2 separate regions of the Rattus norvegicus genome follow, and region 2 is linked to region 1. Evidence: chromatin contacts called from public Hi-C data. All regions are on one chromosome and are shown on one strand. Each heading gives the region's core, a stretch centred on a gene start, on an enhancer-like site or on the middle of the called end of the contact. The rest is flanking DNA. Distances are from core to core; before and after follow the strand shown. Region 1 holds the start of Notch1 (notch receptor 1). Region 2 has its middle 28 kb from the start of Rnu6-198.

Region 1 (7,425 bases), core at 1,817-4,316:
AGCTGTCGGCCTCTGAATGGAAGGAAATAAGATTTAGGGCATCAAGCGTCCGTGAGGCTTCTGCAAGGGGGAGAGAGGCCCCCCCAAAAAAAAAGCAAAAAAAAAAGTAGTGTGCATTCATTAGTGTCTGACAGAGGCACAATCGGCTTTGTCCAATAAACTGCTCACAGACCAGCTTAATTGGCTTCAGTACAGGGCGGGCCAGCCAGGGAGGTGGGGCTGCAGCCCACAGGCTGGGTACTGGAGGCAGCAGCACCGTTGTCAAGGGGATGGGCCCTTCAGCATTTGGAATGAGGGCGCGCCATGCAGGCTGGAGCCTTCTCTGTCTCCAGCCTCCAGGGGAGGCCTCAGCTTCCAGCACCTTGCTAGTCTCATCGGGGAGGAGCTCAAGTTGAAAGGCACGAGCCCTAGCACCAGCAGACTTCCCCTGGCTGCCTACTCCTTCCCATCCCCAAATCACGCCAGCTGCACAGTTGATGGCCTGAGGCTGAGGACCCCTGGAACACAGTGCAGAGGTGGGGCTGCAGCTGCCAAGACAGAAGACAGACTCCAGCACTTACACCCACCACCCAGACAGCAGTACCAACAAGGACCATTCTAACTTCTCCTAACCTCAGGGAGAGGTGGATCTTGTCTTAAAATAGGAAATTTCCACTGGGCAGAGGCAGGCAGATCTCTTGAGTTCAAAGTCTACATAGTGAAGTTTGAGGACAGCCAGAGATACATTGTGAGATATTGTCTACAAAAAAACCAAACAAACAAACAAACAAACAAAAAAAACCCAAAACACCAGTACCAACAAAACCAGAACACACGCAATACTCAATTTCCTACCTAGGGCACTCTTGCTCAGAATGGGATCTCAGGTGACAAGGGGCGGGGGCTCAGACTTTCAGTCTCATCACCAAAAACAACTGTTTCTCAAGTATTTTAAACAGGAATTAGGGTGCCGTGGATTCCCAGGAGCCTGAGGGCCCACGAGGGAGCGTGCCAACCTCCAGGGGCCAGAGTAGCTCCACACGAGGCATAATTGCTGGTGATTAAGTAATTGCCAGACTTTGTCCAATAAAAGTCAGCACGTGACTGCACTCAACCTCTGGGCTGTCTTCCGAAGACAATAGCCCAGTGTTCTGTCCCCAGAAGGCAGGGGCTCTGCTCTGACAAAAGCAACAGGTCCCCTCAGGGGCGGTACTCACACACAGGCTTCAGTGCCGTTGGCCACTTCGCACCTCCCTCCATTCAGGCAGGTCCCACTTGGCTGGGAGCATCTCAAGCCTGGGAAAGGGTCAGAAGAGAGAGGTCAGTCTCGGTCCTGCCGGTGGACGGAGACTAAAGCCATGGTGCCTATGTACTAGAGTTACTGGCAGTCCGGAGGTGAAGCGTGGGAGGGGGAGCTTCTGGGTAGCCCTTACGGATCAATGTTCTGCTCACAGCGTGGCAGTCAAAAACTAGTGGGGAAGGGATAGGCTGGCTATGTGGCAGGTGTACAGCCCCATTCACAGTGAGGCGAAGTGGACGGCAACAGAAAAACTTAGGAAATTCTCCCAAACTTCTAACCACGCAGTCGAAGTGGGAGTGGATTAAGGAGCCCAGAAAAAGCCCCCGACCAACCTCCACCCTTGCTTCAGTTCAAACACAAGATACGAGGGGGCCGCAGGAGGGAGGGGGTGGCCACACTCAGCTCCCCGGATCGTGGGAAAAAGCGACAGCTGCGGAGCCCGCCACCCCGCCCTCCAACAAAGCGCCGGCCCGGGAATCAGAGCGGCCCATTGTCGCGCCAGGGCCGCCTCCTGGGGCAGCGGGGCCGCACCCGGAGACCTGCCCCGCCTCCTCCGACACCCAATACCTGTTCGCAGGCATCTCCAGGGGCAGCCCCCGCCGCACCCAGGGAGGGGGTCTTAGAAACCTCACTTAGAAGGAATTCCACCCTATTCTCGGGAAGGGGCTATTAATCAAGCCCCTCCCACCCCATCTTAAGAAATTAAGCCCCGAAGTGGGGGCCAAACTGGAGCATCACATAAAACCCCACTTTTAAGGAAAGGGTAGGCAGTTCTCTCCAACTACTGGGAGAAGAGTGCAGTTGGTTACTACGACAGGAGTCCCCAGTTCCTGGAGCCGGCAGGGAAATAAGCGCCCCCCCCCACCCCCGTTCCAATCGGCGCAGGATTTCCAAACTTCCAAAGTGAGTCAGTCCCACCCCCACCCTAGGCTGCCGCTTGCACATCGCCCCTCTTCTAAAGTTTGATTCCGGCTAGGGGACAGTGATCCTGAAACCCCATACTAGAAGTCAGGGCACATCGTCTCCGCCCTGCTCTAAGTAAGCAACGCGAGCATAGCGCCCCTGACCTCATACTGCACCCCAACATCCGCCCCAGCACGGGCCGGAGGCAAAAAAGAAAGAAAATAAATGGTCCCAAGAAGCAACAGGAAACCAAAACCGATTCGATTCAAATCGAAAAGTAGCAGGCGCAAGCAGCATGTCCGCCCCCGAGGCGAGCCCCAGGAGTGTCTGCCCAAGTGCGAGCCAGGGCTGGGCCTCCCGGGCCACCCGGCCTCGAAGCCCCAGAGCCCCATACCAAACTTTCAGCGTCTTTGGGCGCTATGAGAAAAATCGGTACCCCTGGAAGGAGGAGTCCCTCTCATACACCAGGACATCAGGTTCCATGTCCCGTCCACCCGCTCTGGCATCTGGTCCCTTAATCCTATCTACCCAGAGAGTGCGCAGGGCGCACCAGAAGTTTCCGAAGGGCGCCCGAAGTTGCGGGCTCGCGGGCGCCTACCTCTTGCGGCGAGCGCGGGCAGCAGCGTTAGGCAGAGCAAGGGCGCCAGGAGCCGCGGCATGCCTGCTCGCCAGCTGCCCGCTGCCGGGGCGGCGGCCTCTTGCGGTGGCCGGCGGGGATCGGACGTTCACGCGCACCACGGGCGGTCCCGCGGGCGTCCACCCGCTGCTGCCCTCTTTCCTGGCGGGTGGGCGGCGCTGGGCTCTCAGGGTCTCCCCGGCACTACAGGCACCCAGGCTCGTTCCTTCACTGCGCTCGCACCCGCGCCCTGCGCCCCACGCCCCTGCGCTCCCTCCCGCGGCAGAGGCACTAGTGAGGCTCAGGGCAGGCGTGCGCTCCGCCCCCGTGCGGGCCCGCCCCTGCCCCGCCCCATCCCACCGCGCTCCGCCCCCGGTTCCTGCGCACCCTTACTCCCCTTGTGGACCCTGTCTCTCTCAACGCTTTGGTGGGCTCTGCGCCTCCCCGGGCTAGGGAGAGCGTCTCTAGTCAGGATCTTATGGTTCACAAGACAAGAAGGCATGGTGTAGGGAACAGGCACCTAGGGACTACTTCTTGTTCGAAAGTTTACATAGACCAAAAGTTTGAACTGGGGCTGCGGAAGGATCAGGTTTTGTGTGTAGCGGCCCTTGGCGACATTTGGCCAGAATTTGCATTTCAATAGTAGAGGAGGTGCGGGTCTGGTGGGAAAGGCGTAGCTGCACCAGGAACCAGCTCTACCCTGGAGTTAGGTCTGGGGCCGTGGGCAGGATCAGCTGAAGTCAAGTTTTGGGGACTCCCGGGGCAGGAGTTTAGATGTGGCACCCTGACAGCGTTTCGTGCGTCCTAACCCTGGGGCTCCACTCTTGGGAGTCGTTTGGTCTTGGCTATAGGCATCAGGAGGATTGAGGCCAGGCACTCTTAGCCATGACTTCCGGAACGCTTGACCTTAAAGGATGGTGGCATCGCGCCCGCAGCCTCTGTAGAAGGGAGCTCGGGGCTCCCCAAGGGAACTCCCCAAGGACCGGTGCCTTGCTAGACAGATTGCGCTCTCCAGTCCCAGCAGGGACCCGAGTCTAGACGTTCCACGGTAACTCTTCTCACTGGTCCCTGGCTCTGCCACTTAGGTGGCCCGGAAAAGTGCTGTCCCATTACAATGATGCTAGCGCCAGCTTCTTCTCGTGTTTTAAATCTCTCCACCTTGAGGTTTGGACATCCTGTGCTAAGCTGCTTAGCACTGGACATCCAAGATATCTTCCTAATCCCTTTGCGGCCAAAATTCAATGGAATTTGGCACAAACAACACCTTCCCATCCCAAAACAGGATGGTGAGTGTGACACAGGGTAAGGGCCCAGGCTTATATTGTCCTACGAGCCTCCCATCTCCCTTGCCACACCTGTCTCTAGAAGGCACTGAAGGGCCAGTGCCAACAGCTGTCCAGACCCCCCCTCTCCTGCTCCTCTCAGAAGCTGGCCTCAAGCCTGGGGGTTGGCAACACGGGGTCAACACCCGCGAGAAAAATCGCCCAATGCTACAGAAATATTTATATAAGAGATCTGCAGCCCCGGAGAGCAGTTTCCATAGAAGGAACGTCTGGCTCTCAAGTGCCCCTTCTGAGATGGGTCCTGAAGGCCTCTGGCTGTCTGGGTGTGTGGCAACTCTTTTCCAGCTTCACCAGCACGTGCTACCCAACCTGACTTGGATACAAAGAAGGCCTCATCCTTCTGGAGTCTGGGGGAGTGGCTGACCTGACAGCATCTGCCATCCGTCTGTCCATGGGTGTCTGTACCTCTTCCACTGTCTCTGTCCAGCAATGAATATGGCTGTACATTGGACCAGCTGAACACAGACACTTGTTGGCTCTTTTTGTAGGTAGAGGCCAAGCACACAGGCAGGGGGACTTAGCTGTAGAACCCTCAGATAGCTGGGCCAGAAAAAAGGCCTGGGTGGGGGCAGGGCTGAGGTTGAGCTCTTGGCAAGTGGGTGTGAAGCTGTTTCACACAGTAGGCAGGAGATACTGGGCCTTCTAATCTGTGTCTACTAGGAAAAGGGCTTGGAGTGTAAAAAACAACCAAGATGACAACAACAACAACAACAACACACACACACACACACACACACACACACACACACACACACACCCCAAAACCAAAGCCTGATCAGACACAAGAGAGGCCTTCCAAAGACCCAGTGGAAGCAAGGAAGAGGATGCCTAGCAAGGCCACCTCAGTGGGAAGCCATTTTTCCTGCTGAATACTCAGCCTCAGATGCTGTTGCTGACAGGCTTGGAACACTATAACCACCTGCATCATGAACACAGACCAGTTGTCCTGGAGGGAGCAGGTCTGCGTCGGGGGTGTGATGGGCAGCACGCAGTCCCAGGAGTACCAGGGTTAGGCCTCCCGAGCCTGGGCTGCAGGTGCCTTTCCCTCCTGCAGGATCTCACCTTGGCACTTGTGCCCTGCGGGACCCGGAAGTTTGAATGCAGGTAGAGTGAGACTACCCAGTTCTCAGGAGAGGCTCAGAAGTATCCCTAGGAGAATAACTCTAGGTCAAGTCAGCCCAGGGCACACAGTATGCTTGGTTGGAGTGACAACGGAGACAACACAGGGAAGGGGTATGAGCATGGAGTGGTCCGTGGTGGTGAGTGTTCTGTCCTGAGTGGGGTGCCATCCGAACAGGCAGCTTCTCCCCTACTAAGTCTGTAGCTCCTGTCTACCCTTCTTCACTTTGAGTACCGCTTTGAACATTTTTCGGAGGTTTGACCATATCTCTATATGTGATTTCAGTTCCAGACGGGCAGGCCAGAGCTGGCTCCCCTGTGACTGGTGTTGGTTACCCCAGCTGTGCCAATGCAAAAGCACATTCCAGGGCCCCTGTCTCGCAAGATGCCCTCCCCACCCCCACCCCCCAGTTCTGGGCTTTCTTCCCAAAAACTCTTGTCAGACGAGCCTTGGTGATACCTTGTCTGCTTGGGTCTCTGTGGAAGGGTCTGACCCTGCTGGATCTCAGTACCAAATACTCTGTGAGGTTCGCTGATTGACACATAACTCGGGGGCCAGCAGGGAAGGTTCAAGGATTTCTTAGTGCAGTGTCCTGGCATCCCAAAGAGCCGGTAATGTATTGACCAGTTCTTCAGCAAGGGGCAGGACCTTTCTGAGCTATCTACAAGGTCAAGGGCCCTGTGTATGGCTGGGCACCTGCCCAGGGCTTCCCAATGCCCAGGAAGCCTTAGAAGGGGCAAAAGCATCCCAGAAGCAGGCCCTGCTGTTCTCCTACTGTGGGGAGGCCCAAGAGTGTGCTGCCTGGGCAAGTCCCCAAGGTACCCAGCTCCCAAGCAGGTGAGCTGCCAGGGCCCACATGATGTGCATTCAGGTTATAGGCCTAGCCTACCGGGCAGGTTTGCTATAGTCATCCAAGAGATGGCCTCAGGCCTGATGCCATGTACCCTACCCTCTGATGGAGGCCATCTATCTGCCTGTCCCCAAACTGCTCAAGGAACAGACCCTGGGCTCTGAAAAGCTAGCAAGAGCCCTGGGGGGATGTTCTGAGCAGTGTCTTACTGAAGTTTATCCAGGCCCTAGGGTCCCCTCAACGGCTCACACAGCCTACGTACGGTGGGTCACTTCTGTTGATTCCCAAGAGCTCCAAGGAAGACAGGAAGGCCGTGAGTGCCTGGGTGGGCATCATGCGAGCTGGCACACTGAGAAGCTGAGCACTCCCCCGTTCAAACCAGGGGAGTTTTATAGAGGAAGAGCCCAGGAGAGCTGTGAGGCTGAACCCAGAAACGGTACCTCCAGGCGGGGGGGGGGGGGGGGGGGGGGGGGTTGGGCCCACAGGAGGTTGTCACTATGCTACCCTGCTTACCCTGTGTAGGGTTGTGGAGCCTGGCCAGGGTCTGCCCACACACCCTCAGAGTCCCAGGATCCTGGGGCCCAAGACCCCTACGGAGCTGGGAGGAGGGGAGCCTCCACCCTGCCTGGCCCCCTGCCCGCTCCAGCTCAGAACTTTCTCCAAAAAGAAAAGGCCCCAGGGGACGAAACTGCGAAGCTCCACCCCCTGGGCTCAGTACCAGCTCAGCCTTCACCAGCCTAGAGGCTGAGTCACTGGAAAAGCCAACTCTCCCGCCCCTTGGCTCTCCTTTCTTTCTTCCCTTTCTCTTCCTCTCCTTCCTTTCCTCTTCGTTCCTCTTTTCCTTTTTGGTGATAAAAATAGCTAGGAAGTTGCCTTTTCAAAAAAAGAAAAAAGAAAAAAGAAAAAAAAGTCCACTTCAGTTCTCCGGGGACTGGATGGGCTTCCCACTGTAGTCGCCTGCCCAGACAGAAATCTGTGAGGCCCTGCACCCGTTCTGTCTCCCTACTTCTGCCCTGGCCACAATCCTAGAGACCCCCCCACCCCCTCACCCCCCACGGGATAGCTTCTCACTGGTTTCCTGGAATTTGCTGCAGACACATTTAGACATGTTTAGAGCTTCCGTCCTCTAGGCCTTCTTCCCTCCCACAGCCCCTCTTTAAAAGAAAATGGACCTGGAAATCAGGGTTTGGGTTACAGGGACAGCCTGGAGTTCTGGTGGTAAAGCAACCAAAGCTTGAACAATAGCAGGTACAGCACATCTGTGAGCTATTTTTGGGTCTCTAGAGAGAAGGGGGAAAAAAACAACAATCCTTA
Region 2 (6,990 bases), core at 4,128-6,627, 46 kb after region 1:
ACTGTCAGAAGGTTGTCTCAGATGCTTGACAAGTCCTTATTGAGCTCTGAGACCCCCACAACTCCAGGACCAGGGTTTCCTGAATGACTATACCTTGAAGCACATGAATGGGTTGTATTCCCAAAGCTGTTCCTAAACAAGAGGCCAGACTCGCTGCAAAGCTCTGTTCAAATCAATGGTGAAGAATGAAGGGAAGAAGCGGCCAGACCCTCCTCTGTCAGCAGACCCCTGGCTTCCTCTATCCACAGGACGCAAGCTCCCCTGCCTGAAAGCTTGTCCCCAAATCTGATGCTCATCCCCAACTATGCCCATTAAGAGCCCTCAAACCCTCTGCCACTGCACACCAAAATATACCCAGGAATTCTGCACACCATTCCTGGAGTTGCCTCCACTCCTCTTTGCTAGGGTCAAGGAAACCTCTTCCTCTGGGAAGCCTAGTGACCCTAACCCACCCTGGGTTGAACTGGTCCATCTGAGATGCTCTGCCAGATCCTATCTGTGATGGAGCCTTTCCGAGGTGTTCCTTCAAGGCAAAGCAGCTAGCTCTAGACCTTGCTAAGGTCTACCAGACACAGAGAGTGGTTTTTGTTTTTGTTTTGTTTTTGTTTTTGTGGTAGGGAGATAGAAGGAGGGAGGGACGGGAAGATAAAGGGATGGAGAGAGAAATAGAAGGAGAAACAGAGAGAAGCAAGCAGATATGGAAGGAAGAAAAAGTGAAGGAGTCCCAGCCCTAAGCGTGCTGCCCCATCAACATGGAGCTAGGCTTCAGAGCCAGCAATGGGGAACTGGCATGTTACTCGGGGATAGAGTGACTGTAGCTCAGTCTGGACTGTGCTCCCCCAGGAAAAGGAACCTCACCTAGCCCAGGATCGTGCTCTGCTCCAAACTCCTAGGTCAAAGGAGATGTTGGCAGGAGACTGGGCATTAGATCATCTACACTCATATCCTCACATTCCCTAAAGACAGAATATGCGATACTAGGCAAAAGGGAGCAAACTCAGCAACAAGGAATATTGCAGGGCGCTGACCCTTCTACTTGGCCTTCTTAGAACATCTTGGGGTACAGCCGCTCACCCTCCTGGGGTGACAAGTCACAGAGCTGAAGACCCTGCTCAAGTCAGGAGTAAGGCCAGCTTTGTCCTGGGAGTCAGGACTGGTTTTACTCCCTGTGAGAGAGTGAAACTTGCTGTAATTGCAGCTTGAACCATCTCACCTCCCAGGCTGCCCCACTTCAAAGGCAGCTGGCCTCAGGCAGCCAGGGAAAGTTTCTGGGTGTCTGTGAGCCCTCCCTCTCCACCTACCCTTTCAGGAGCATCTGCCTCAGGCAAGAGGTGCAGCCTGGAGACTCTAGAGTCTCACTCCAGCCCCTTTGCTCCTCGTGGGCAGGAAGGGGTCCTGAGAGTGGGCAGGCTGCCCTGATTAGACAGGTGGCAGGTGCTGAGGCTCTCACTGTAGCATGCTAAACAGTCCTGGTTTGGGGATCAGCTCCTTTCCTGGGGCAGACCCCACTTTCTCTCAGCTCTCTGTTCACATCCATCTTGACCAACTGTCCTGGGTATCCTGCATACTAACTTTTATCCACAACGAGCACACGGGCACAAACATAATCAGACAGACAGTTCCGGGGCTGTGGCCAGATGGGAAGGAGTGAGCGGGAAGAAGCTTCCCTAGAAGCTCATGGAGCAATGGCCTAGGGGATGGATGTGGGGTGTGAGGAGGCAGTACCCAGGTTCCCAGGACATGGCTCAGTAGGTAGAACCAGGGGCTAATTAGAAAAGGGGGCTCTGTAGAGAGGTGGTCTCCAGACTTGACGTGGATGGTTCCCTCTGCCTCTCTGGCCCAACCTAAGCCGGTCCTGGGTCAGCACTGGCTGGTTGAACAAGTCTCTCTGGCCTCCTACCTCCTTCAGGGATACCTGTGGCCTTTGAAGCAGCTCCTGCTAGCATGCTATAGCAGAGCTCAAATAAAACAAGCACCTGATGTTGATTTCAAAGGGGTCTTTGTTCCAGCCTGTGTCCTGCTGGCCTGTGGGCCTGACAGGGCTCCTGGTTTACCTGTACTTCTACAAGCCAGATGACTTGGCAATGGCTCCCTCTCACACCAGACTCTTGTCTGTCCTTGGTCAACACTGGGATTCCAAGATATCTCTCTCTCTCTCTCTCTCTCTCTCTCTCTCTCTCTCTCTCTCTCTCTCTGTGTGTGTGTGTGTGTGTGTGTGTGTGTGTGTGTGTGTGTGTGTGTGACTACAGACCATACTTCCTAGGAAAATAGACACTGCAGGTCTCTGAATGGGAACAAATGGCAAATGGGCTGGATCTGTCTCCTGGGTGGGGGAAAGCCAAGCTGACAGCTGGCCCACAGCCTCGCCAAATGGTGTATGTGGTATGGACACCTGGCTCCCACAAGGTCCCCCACTTCTAGAGGTGTTGTACTCCTCTTAAGTCATGGACAGGGTACAGAGTGGCCAGAGAAGAGAGAGTCCAGTGATACTACGATCTGAGCTGGAGTTTGCCCATTTCTATTCTGTGAGATAGCCAAGGCCCCTAGGTAGGGCTGGAATGGTAGCTTCAGCCAAGTGGAGGCCCCAGCAGCCAGCTTTGCACCCATCCCTCTCTACAGCTGCCCCTGAGGGCGGTCTTGGAAACTACTAGAGCTCCAGGCCCTAGTCAGCTGCTGGTTCTCACATTTCTCTCTGGGTGCCCCTCCCACGCATCAACTGCATGCCCCAGGGCAGTTTTATCCTGGCCTTGCTCTTTCCCTGACTCCTATGGCTCAGCTTCCTTGAGACCCATTGCTTGGCAAGTACCTAGGTGGCCTCATTCCTACCTGCCAGGGCTCCTTAGCTTGGGTAGGGCTTGTCTAGGATTCATTCCTCAGCTTGAGGGTAACATGCCAGGCTTCTGGGGAGATGCCTCCCTAGGGATCATCAGTGTGGTAGATTCTGCCTTCCCAGAGGACTGAAGGTGACTCTGACACCCTCTTCCTCAAATTTTTCCTGAACGCACGTTGTGCACAGGGCCCTTGGTACTCTGTGTTCCACAGAGTCCTACCCAAGCCCCAGATACAGTCCCTGAGAACCATACTGCTAGGTCTGTGGCCACTGGTCTTGGGCTTCTGGGTACCTCTAGGCTGCCTTGGAAGCCACTGGTGGAGCTCAGGGTTCAATCTTCATCCTTACCCTGGCTCTTGTCTTTCTACCTAGCCATTGTGGCAAAAACTTCTTCCCAGGCCCTGTGAAATGGCAGGCCTGACTCCATATAGGGCAGTCTACAAGGACAATGGCATCATGGGTAGGGAAGACTACAGCATCCACAGTCCTTGTGGAAATAAGAGAGCCTGGCATGTTGAGTCAGGACAGGAGCAGTGGTTTCTAAGGGGCGAATAAACAGGGCTAAAAGGTCTGAGGACCTAACATCCTATAAGAGCACAGTGCCACAACTCAGCCAAGCCTTGAAAGACCACAGTATCAGGGACCAGCTGCTCTGGAAACAGGAGAGCTAGGGTACTACAGCTGCTCCTGTCCAGATACCCCAGTACCTGCCGGGTGCCATCTTGGAGGGAAACAGTGACCCAAACTTTAGTTTCCCCACAAATGTAGATGGCACACTCACCTTTCAGGCCATTGGAGGAAAAATGACAGGCATTCAGAATGGGGATAGGGTGGTCCCTGGAGGCTGCTGTGCCAATGCGTGTAATGGCTCGTCAGGGTATAGAGTTCTTTATGTGTGTATGTCTGCGTGTGCAAGCGGAAGCCAGAGGTCAACCTTGGGTATCATTGCACACACCGCCTCGTTATTTTGAGACCAGTCTCTCATTGGAACTCAAAGATTAAGCTAGGCTGGCTGGCCGGTGAGCCCTAGGGATCTGCCTGTCTCTGCTTCCTCAGTGCTAGGATTATACGTATATACTATTAAACCTGGCGTTTTAAAATGGAGGCTCTGACCAACTGAGCCACCTCTCAGGAGTGTCAAGTCAGCTTATTTTCTTGTCTGACCTCAAGCCTGATACTTCCATACCCACCTAACTGGCAATGGTACTCACTGTGAGGCTGGCCTCCCCCCAAGAGGTTATTGGGAGTGTTTGGAACAAGGGTGCTCGCGCTGCATATCCAGACCAGCTGGATGAGAAGCTGACCAGCAGGATGCTGTGCATTTGACCCTGCCCCAGGCTTCCTGGGCTGCGGCCAAGCACTCAGAAACAAAAGGCCTGTGGTATGAGGGAGACCACAGAGTTGGAGCCTGTGACGTCTGGATCCGGAGTTAGGGAGCTCCAGACTCTTGCAGAAATTTCCAGAATTCTTGATAACCTTCTAGAACTACACACGTGAGTTTTCAGTTTCCAGGTTCTCTAGCTCAATAGCCAAGCTGAGCCTTGAGCAGAGTGTGGGACTTGAGGGTAGAAGGGTCCTGTGCCCCTGGAGAAAGCCTAGAAAAAACTAGCCAGTGGGGACCAGCTTCAGATATCCATCTCTAAACCCACGTCTCCGCTGGAAGCCGGTACCAGATGATCCTGTCACTAAGCATGGCCACAGACTAAATGTCCTGCGAGGATATCACATCCACAGAAAGCAAGGCATTGAAACCTGCAGCCCAAAAAGCTTAGCTGTTTGAGGGGAGCTGGGCCTGGCTATCGTGGATGGCAGATACACAAGCGTGACTCAGCTCTCAGACGGACCAGCCACAATAAGGAAAGATGGTCTGACAGCTGCTGGTCTAGGAGGAACCTAGAAGGAACTCAGAAAGCTGCGGAAGTCACATAGCAGGCCACAATTTATGTCACTGTCTCAGAGACAAGTCTACAGAATGGGACCCATCAAGCAATATCAACTTGAGGTGCTGTGGATGGATGGTTGGGTCTGCGGGGGTGTGCCAGCCTGTAAAAGTTCCAGGTGAATTAATTCACAATAAAGTTGAAAAAAAAAAAGCAAAACTAAAATTCTTGCCCTGGGTCCACAACTTGGGTGCCAGGTTTATGTGGGCCTGGGGCAGGGCTGTCCCTTCCCTCATGGCCTTTTACAGTACAACGGGAGTGAAGAGGGAGGGTTTCATCTGGCTGCAGTTTGCTCAGCAGGCCGGGCCCCAACTGTGACCCTGCTAGACCTCCTCCCTCCCACAATCTTCCCAGAAGGAAACAGAAGAGCAAACAGCATTTGGACTGCGGCCCAGGAAGCCTGGTGGGGGCTGCCCCACGTCCCACCCCTGCTAACAAGTGGCCTGTGTCCAGCATCAAGGCAGAGACCCTCTGAGTGGTGAGACCCAGGACTGCCCAGACCGTGGGAAGGCTGTGCCCACTGTGAGCTCCATATATAGGGCCTGTCACAGACCCTGAGTATGAGGGCCTTGAAGAGAGACTCAGGAAGGAGACTCATGCAGTCCCCTTTGTGGGTGACATCCAGGCCTCTGACCCCTGTCCAAGAGTGAAGGAATGCTGGGCCAGAGAGGTCTAGGACAGCTAGGCCGTCCATTGCCTGGTGGCCCAGAGAGTTGTCCTTTCTCCAGCCCTCTCTCCTTTCCCACCCAGTACTGGCCTTAGCCACAGTCACACGTCTTCCTGTAGATGACCCCATACTGAGTCCTGGGCCATCAGGATACAGAGGCAGGGGTTCCCAGAAACTGGCATGTTAGTCACCAGTAGCCAAGGTAGCTACCTACTGCCCAGCCCCACTGGCTGACCCTGGGTCCTGTGGGTCACAGAGTGGGTTGCTGTTCATGCAACCCCCTGAACTGACTGTATGTCCCCCAGGACTGACTGTGCACCCCTAGGACTGTCCAATGAGGACAGACCACATGCTCTTAACAGTGACTACATGTCTTCCTGGACTGACCACATGACCCCAGACGTCATGTGTCTTTGAAATGTCAGTATTGATCATTTACCTCACCCCCCTTCCCAGGACAGAGTTCATGCACCCCAAACTGATCACATTATTCTAGGACTAATCATACCCTCATGACTGCCCATGCAGCCTATGTGACACTAGGACTAACTTTCCACTCCCAGGAATGACCATGTGTCTCCAGTACTGAGCACATGTTCCGGAACTGTCCATGTGCCTTTTGTAACCAGCTTCAAGTGGTGTCAGTCAGAAGCCATGACCCAAAGCACTTTAACCTCTGCTTTTATTGTTCCTGTTGGGGTATAGGACACTTAGGTACCCCAAAAGAAGAGGAGTATCTCGGGGTCGGCTGAGAAGTCGCCCTGAGAGATTGCTGGACAGAGTAGGTATAATATATATAGGATGTGTGATATTGGGCCTTTTACAGGGGCTTTCTGGCTTCTCTTGAACCTTCTGTGTCCCAGAAGCCACAGGAAGCTAGGAAAGGCAATTTCTGACTCCCAACAACTACAACTGGGGGTGTGATTGTCAAAGAGACCAGAGGAAAGGATGAAGCTACACAAGTTGAGGCAGGCCCCATGAGCCCAGACCTGGGCATTAGGGGGACATTAACCCATCCATGCCCATCTCCTTAATGGGGTGAGGACAAGGGAGCCAGGCCAGATCTATCACTTGGCTTGGGCTATGGTAACAGAGTCACATAGATTAGCAGCTTAAACAACGTGAACTTAGGGTCTCAAGGTTCCTTATAGCCAGATGTCAGAGGTAGAGGTTGTGACATAGATTGCTCAAGGCCCTGGACTCCATTTCTCATGCCACATATATGAAAAGCGGTCTGAGATCAGAGGGTCACTGTTGAAGAAAGTTTTAATCCCACTCTGGGGTTTCCATCTTGCCAGTATTAGCCTTAAAATACAAAGGCCAACCTGTAGGTCACAGGGCTGGTTCCTCTAAAGATATCCTTCTAAGACTGCAAAGGCCATCTATTCCCTGGTCCCTGGTGTGACCATCCTTCCCGGTGTGTCCTGGTCTCTTCTTGTAAGGAAGACATCTGTCATATTGCCTAGGGATTTCTCTCACACCCCACTTCTTAACACAAGCTCTTTAAAGGCCCTGTCCCCAAAAGCTACATATTGAGGCCCTGGGGGTTGGGG

The links. Hi-C and Micro-C count contacts between places; a contact is called where the count stands out from the background.
Region 2: a contact with region 1 is called in a Hi-C map of liver, with 1.7 times the contacts expected there. The contact joins the enhancer-like site here to the promoter of Notch1 in region 1. A contact is called at or near these places in 7 of 12 Hi-C or Micro-C datasets (Schwann cells, frontal cortex, hepatocytes and 4 more) and 1 of 1 datasets of contacts at active chromatin or transcription factors (oligodendrocytes).

What each region holds. Positions count from the first base shown.
Region 1 is chr3:29,718,547-29,725,971 of GRCr8, forward strand. It overlaps Notch1 (notch receptor 1), which reads right to left and starts at 3,067. Exons shown (of 34, transcript NM_001105721.1): 1 at 2,781-3,067; 2 at 1,197-1,275. The coding sequence starts at 2,841. LOC103691754 (a long non-coding RNA gene) reads left to right here and starts at 6,872. Exons shown (of 3, transcript XR_010064738.1): 1 at 6,872-7,425.
Region 2 is chr3:29,761,919-29,768,908 of GRCr8, forward strand. No RefSeq gene overlaps it. Among named protein-coding and RNA genes, the nearest start is that of Rnu6-198, 28 kb to the right of the region's middle. Within about 2 kb of position 5,378, at least 19 of the 93 cell types and tissues checked have an H3K27ac peak or open chromatin away from gene starts, as enhancers often do. A contact at or near this core is called in Schwann cells and liver, where this site is marked.